2 separate regions of the Mus musculus genome follow, and region 1 is linked to region 2. The links are chromatin contacts, called in public promoter capture Hi-C maps. All regions are on one chromosome and are shown on one strand. The core of a region is the stretch at or near the end of the contact, and the rest is flanking DNA. Distances in the headings are between cores, read along the strand shown. Region 1 overlaps Tacc1 (transforming, acidic coiled-coil containing protein 1). Region 2 overlaps Adam32 (a disintegrin and metallopeptidase domain 32).

Region 1 (3,037 bases), core at 160-2,659, 300 kb after region 2:
CAAATTAGTCTCTAGGCATGGCCTCGTGTCCCTGGAAGGCAGCTCTGCTCTGAAAGCTGAGGGACCACAGCAGTGAAAGGAAAGGTGCTTCGCTTGCTGCGCAAAAGCACACAGCGAGAATGAAAGGCAGCTGTGGGACCCAGACCACGTGTCCAAGCCCCTGGACTCCTGGCTAAAACACCGTGTTTGCCTTCTGAAACCTAGCAGTGGCTGAGGACTCCTGCTACTCTTGGTTAATAATGTGATGTGTGTCCCGAGAATCACTTCATAAGGGAGCCAGCCTGCAGCAACTGAGTAAAAAGATCAAAGCCACCTTCCTTGCTCCAGATCTGTGACAAGCTAGGTCTACCAAGGACTGACAGGAGCCAGAGTGGAGGAGGGCAGCCAGATGTCCCTGTGTCAGCGACAGGAGCCCCTCCATGACAGACCCCTCCATACCTTCTGCTGAAGAGCCCTCTCCAGGGACTCCACCTTCATCTGCTCCTTCCGGAGTCCGGCATGGAGAGCGGCACTCTCAGCCTTCGCCTTGGAGCGAACCTGAGCAATCTCCTCGTTGGCTCTGTGATGGTGTTTTGGGTTCGTTTGGGAGAAGAGATAAAAAAGGACACAGATTAGCGACCAGGGACAGACAGAGAGGCAGGAAGACGGGATGCCAACTGCTGACTTTCACAAAACATAGACTCGGGGCTGGAGAGATGACTCAGTGGTTAAGAAGAGCACTGGCTGCTCTTCCAGAGGTCCCGAGCAACCACAAGGTGGCTCACAACCATCTATAATGGGAGCTGATGCTCTCTTCCGGCATGCAGGCAGAGCATGCATATATTTAAATAAATAAATAAATAAGTAAATAAATAAATTTCTATACAGACTCAAATGAACTGACTGCGTGATCAGAGGAAACCAGGAACCAGTGACCTACAAAATGCAATTTATATGAAACCACTAAGCACTTTTCCATGGGACATCCTGGCGGCAGAAATCAATATTCTTCAAGTTTTGTGTTTCATGCGGAAAATGAATTAGGTAATTTCATAACAATCCTAGTTTTTAAAGGAGTCGTCCAACAGACTTCCTTTCCAAGTAAACGGTGCATGAAGGCCACTCTACAGCAAAGCACCTGCCCGTGGCAGTCTGACCTTTGTATTAGAGTGACAGGCTCTCATGTGGAATAATCCCAGGTTTTCCCACTGTCAACTGTTGCCCTACCGATGTCTGTGAGTTATTGACCTCAGAAGTGTCTTTATCAATGAGATCAGAGAGGAAGCAGGTCACTTAATAAACATCTGGCTAATCCACAAAGCTGCCACAACCTCACCAGCAAGGAGACATAAAAATTAATGTGCTAAGCACTTTGGGTGGCGTGATGTGTGCAGGGTGGGGTGGGGGGAGGGGAAGATGACTGAAGCCAGGATCTTGTGCCTGCTGAGTGGGTGGCCTATCGCTGAGCTGTGCGTGGTCAAAAGTACAGTATGGTCTTGTCCTAAGAACTCAAAGAACAACAGAACCACGACAAAACAGGGAAGGAGGGGAAGCACAAAGTGGGAATGAAGAAAACCCAAAATATACATATCTCAGGACACAGTAATTCCATCTTTTGCTAACTCTGCACAGAAATAACCTGCTAATGTGTCTGCTTTCAACATGGAGAGTCTGAGCCAGTCTAAATGCTCATCAGTAAAGAAAGACAGTCGCAGTCAGAGTTGGCTCAGTGTTTAAGAGTACTGGCTGCTCTGACAAAGGACCCAGGCTCCACATGGTGGCTCACCCTCTTCTGGCCTCCATGGGCATCAGGCATGCAGGTGATGCAGACATACATGCAGACAAAATACTCACACGCATGATATAAAAATAAATGAAATGTTTTCTAAAAAGATCCTACGGTCTAATAATGGAATTAGACCGAGCTGTGTGTTCTGACATGGAAAATGGTTCTAATATGCCATTACATGACAAGGAAAATGTGTAGGCTATTTTGATGTATATCTCAAAGCAACAACAATAGGAAGATACCATCTTTGTAGCTTGTAAAGCACAAACACAACAGAAGGACACACAACAACGAAATCCTTAATGAGGCCATAAGAGAGTGTAGAGGAGAGACATTTTTGAAGCTAGAAGTACGGACCACAGAATGCACCAACTGTACTACTTTGTAGTTAGAAACTAGGGTGGAAGCTGACGATCATGGCACTTGTCCCTTGGTCCCAGCAGAGGCAGGGGGATCTCTGAGTTTGAGAGGAGTTCCAGGCAAGTCAGGAGTACACAGTGAGATTTCATCTTTTAAAAAGAGCTTGTCTTAATCCCAGCACATGGGAGGCAGTGACAGGTCGATTTCTGAAGCCAGCCTGGACTACAGAGTGAGTTCCAGGACAGCCAGGGCTATACAGAGAAACCCTGTGTCAAAAAACCAAAAACACCATTCTCTGGGGTAAATTCCAAAATGTATTAGTGGACTTCAGGACTGAAAGTCCTAAGAGTGTTAGAAGGGAAATGGGAAGAAAATTCTCTCTACCTGGAACGCTGTCATAGGGAATCCAGAAACTGCAAACAAAGTGACTCTTGTCACCTTTGAATATATGGTGTCACATGCCATTAAGTTTAGCACCCAGGAGGCCGAGGCAAGTTCAAGGTCCACCTGAACTATAGGGGGAGACCCTGACTCAAAAACCCTGAAGTAAGTCATCTTCCTGCCATCACAGCACACTGCAAAGCTGAGGAGAGAGCGCTAAGGCAGAGCTCTTTGTCAAGTATGTGCCAACTCTGGGTTCAATCCCACAACAGTAAAAACAAAACAAAGATTTACTCTCTTCTTCATAGACAGGGTCAACACACACACATACACACAAATATTAAGTTGGAAATTGAATTACAATTTGCAATGAAAGCCAGTGCCCCTCATATGTGACACACTAAGTTACAACAGGAAGGGCAAAGAAGAGTCAATCATGATAGAGCAGGTGTTTAAATAGACAACCACTGAAACACATGCAATTTTACTACGATAACGTAAAGTAAACTCCTCCCAATAGAGTAAATG
Region 2 (2,838 bases), core at 177-2,676:
CACCCTGTGCCTATGAGGAACACTGAAGCGAGGATAATTAAGACAATGTACAAACTTAAAAGCCACTTCTTTTCTTGGTTCTTAGATGCTCTTTCCATGGGCAGATCTAAAAATAAAAGGTATGTGAGCCATTAGAAGGCATAATTTACTTTCAAGATACAATAAATATATTTAAATGATTTCTTTTGGTCGTCCCCCCCCCCTTGTCAATTAAGTAACATGGAAAAGTTAAGTACAGTAGCACAGCATTTGAAACTTTATCTAAGATCGACCCCAAGACATGGAAACAATGTTTCAAAGGTTTCCAGACTATTCTACACCATTTCGTGACTACAATAAAACCCCCTTATAGCCCTGTGAGTGCTGGAAATCTAGTGATCTGAAGTGCAGGTTGCTTACAGTAAGACTGCCTGACTTTCACTCACTACAGGATTCTCAACAGAACCTCACTATGCTAATATAGTACCTCCTTTGTAGGCAACAGATTATTATCTTCCTACCTTAGGATTGTATTTCTATACATCAAATTGCATTACTGAGTTCCCACACAATTTGTAAATGTGATAAAAAGCAGATGCGGATCTCTCCCAAATGATAGAGATGTCAGAATGAGAGGGGGGAGGGGGAGGGGGAGGGAGGGAAAGAGAAAGTGAGAGAAAGAGAAAGAGAAAAAAAAAGAAAAAAGAAAAAAACGGATAGCCCAAGGCACCCTACTGGCCTCACACCCATGTAACAGAAACTATGAGCAGAGTTAATAATATTTGGTCCCATTATTTGAGGAAAAAAAATCTTTTGATTCCAAATATTATCAGTCTCTTTCCAGGTGGTAAAATGTGGCTTTCTTTGGATGAAAATAAGTGATCTTATAACTTTTTCTCAATAGCTATTTAAAGACAGAGATACTTGCCGTGCTTGCCAGACCACAGCGATGCTGACCTTTTTGTCGTAGGATATTGACAGTTGGGAGGTGAGTAGCCGGCATTGCAGTGGCAGACACCATGAGAATTGCACACCTAGGGTTAGTTTGAATGTTAGTGTAAATGATTTTCTTCTAATTATGAAATTATGTGCTAGGTTATAATATTTACTTTTTTATCTTAGCCAAGAATGACTGAATTCATTTTGATTTAAATAGAGAATTCCATAGAGGGAATATCTGGTTTCTTAGGCTAAAACTCACACATCAAAGGAAGACATGTTTAAAAACTGCGAAGAGAGACTTATATTTGTATGAAGAAACTGTAGTGAATTCAAATGTTTGCCCTTAAATTTAGAGAGCAGTTTCAGGCACATAGATCATCTCTAAACCTGGCAGTGTGTTGCAGGCAGTAGGCCAGATGTCAGCATCTGTCTTTTCCCTTGTCTAGGTTCTGTAGACTGTCGGCTGTTTCAGCCATCAGCCTTTACAAGGAAAGACCTGGACCTTCCCCAGGCTGATTGTGAATCATTTACTAGCAATTGGATGCTTTTCCTGTTACTCAGCTTAATGCCATCTTAACTGGATCTAAATCGAAACAAAAAAAAAAAAAAAAACCTCAGCAACTTCCATGAGAATAAATTTTCTAAATGCAAAGAAATTGAGATTTGGGGGCAGGGAGCCAAATGAAAATTATTGGCAATGAAAAAAAATCACAGTGAGAAGCACCATCAACAGACTAGTTCACACAGAAAGTCCTCACATCATCGTCCCGAGTTCATCACTCAGATAAACAATAATTCAAACATGATCCATCGTGGCCTTACTTTTGAGGACTCTGGTGTGAACATCAGGGGCTAGAAGGACCTGATGCTGTAATCTTTAGTTGAAAGCCCATTCAACTAAATTACAGCAGAGCATTAGCCATATATAGAGAGAAGTAGTGTGCAAAAGGACATTTAGAGCCACAGACAGGCATCACTACAAAGTCTCCTCCATGGGACTTTAGAGATGCACTGCTGGGAAGGATGCAGAAGAACCCTTAAAGCCAAAGCCAGGTGTGGAGGCACAAGCCTAGAACCCCAGCACTCACACGGCTAAGGCAGAAAAGACACTGGTTCTTAGGCAGGCTTGGGCTCCAAAGTAGGTACTTGTCTCAAAACGTGACAAGCAAATACTCTTTAATATCACATGACACAGGCTGGCTGATTAGATTTACTAATAAACAAACAAACAAACAAACAGATGACTATTCTCTGAGGTGAGGGTGGGACAGCACCTGCCCTGATGAGCACACAGGTTTGTAGAAAGGGAAGCGTGAAGATGGTGTAGTGAGATGTTAAATCTTGAGTGTGAGCTGCAGTCTCTCTCTCTCTCTCTCTCTCTCTCTCTCTCTCACACACACACACACACACACACAAACACACATCAGGAATTAGATGTGCATGTATGTCCTGAACATATGTTATATATCATATATATATATATATGATGTATATCCTAAATATATATATGATGTATATCCTGAATAAATATGTAATATATATCCTAAATATATATGATATATAATCTGTGACATATATCCTAAATATGTGATATATATCCTAACTATATGTATATTTATACATACATACATTTATACATCATATAAATACATTTACACATATGTCACAGATATCCTAAAAGGTGACCACAAGGCAAAATTAGAAGCAATGAAGGAAACAGTTCACCAGAAAGGCCTAGTGATTGTCAACATAAACATGCACAGGTTGTCAGCACTCCCAGTTTGATGAAAGAGAGATTATTGCCTATAAAGGAATAGGCTGGTGAGATGCAATGTTTTGGGGACATTTTGATACCCCACCCTTACCAACATGCAGATGAGAGAGAGAGAGAGAGAGAGAGAGAGGAGAGAGAAGATT

What was found. Capture Hi-C pulls out chosen DNA fragments and counts their contacts.
Region 1: a promoter capture Hi-C map of pancreatic islet shows a contact between it and region 2. The contact joins two enhancer-like sites. A contact is called at or near these places in 2 of 9 other capture datasets (embryonic stem cells and pancreatic islet).

Annotation. Positions count from the first base shown.
Region 1 is chr8:25,160,757-25,163,793 of GRCm38.p6, forward strand. It overlaps Tacc1 (transforming, acidic coiled-coil containing protein 1), which reads right to left. Exons shown (of 13, transcript NM_177089.5): 12 at 439-559. Among named protein-coding and RNA genes, the nearest start is that of Mir8108, 3.0 kb to the left of the region's middle. Within about 2 kb of position 1,410, at least 3 of the 459 cell types and tissues checked have an H3K27ac peak or open chromatin away from gene starts, as enhancers often do. A contact at or near this core is called in pancreatic islet, where this site is marked.
Region 2 is chr8:24,863,440-24,866,277 of GRCm38.p6, forward strand. It overlaps Adam32 (a disintegrin and metallopeptidase domain 32), which reads right to left. Exons shown (of 22, transcript NM_153397.2): 18 at 908-1,013; 19 at 1-106. Among named protein-coding and RNA genes, the nearest start is that of Adam5, 40 kb to the left of the region's middle. Within about 2 kb of position 1,427, at least 15 of the 459 cell types and tissues checked have an H3K27ac peak or open chromatin away from gene starts, as enhancers often do. A contact at or near this core is called in pancreatic islet, where this site is marked.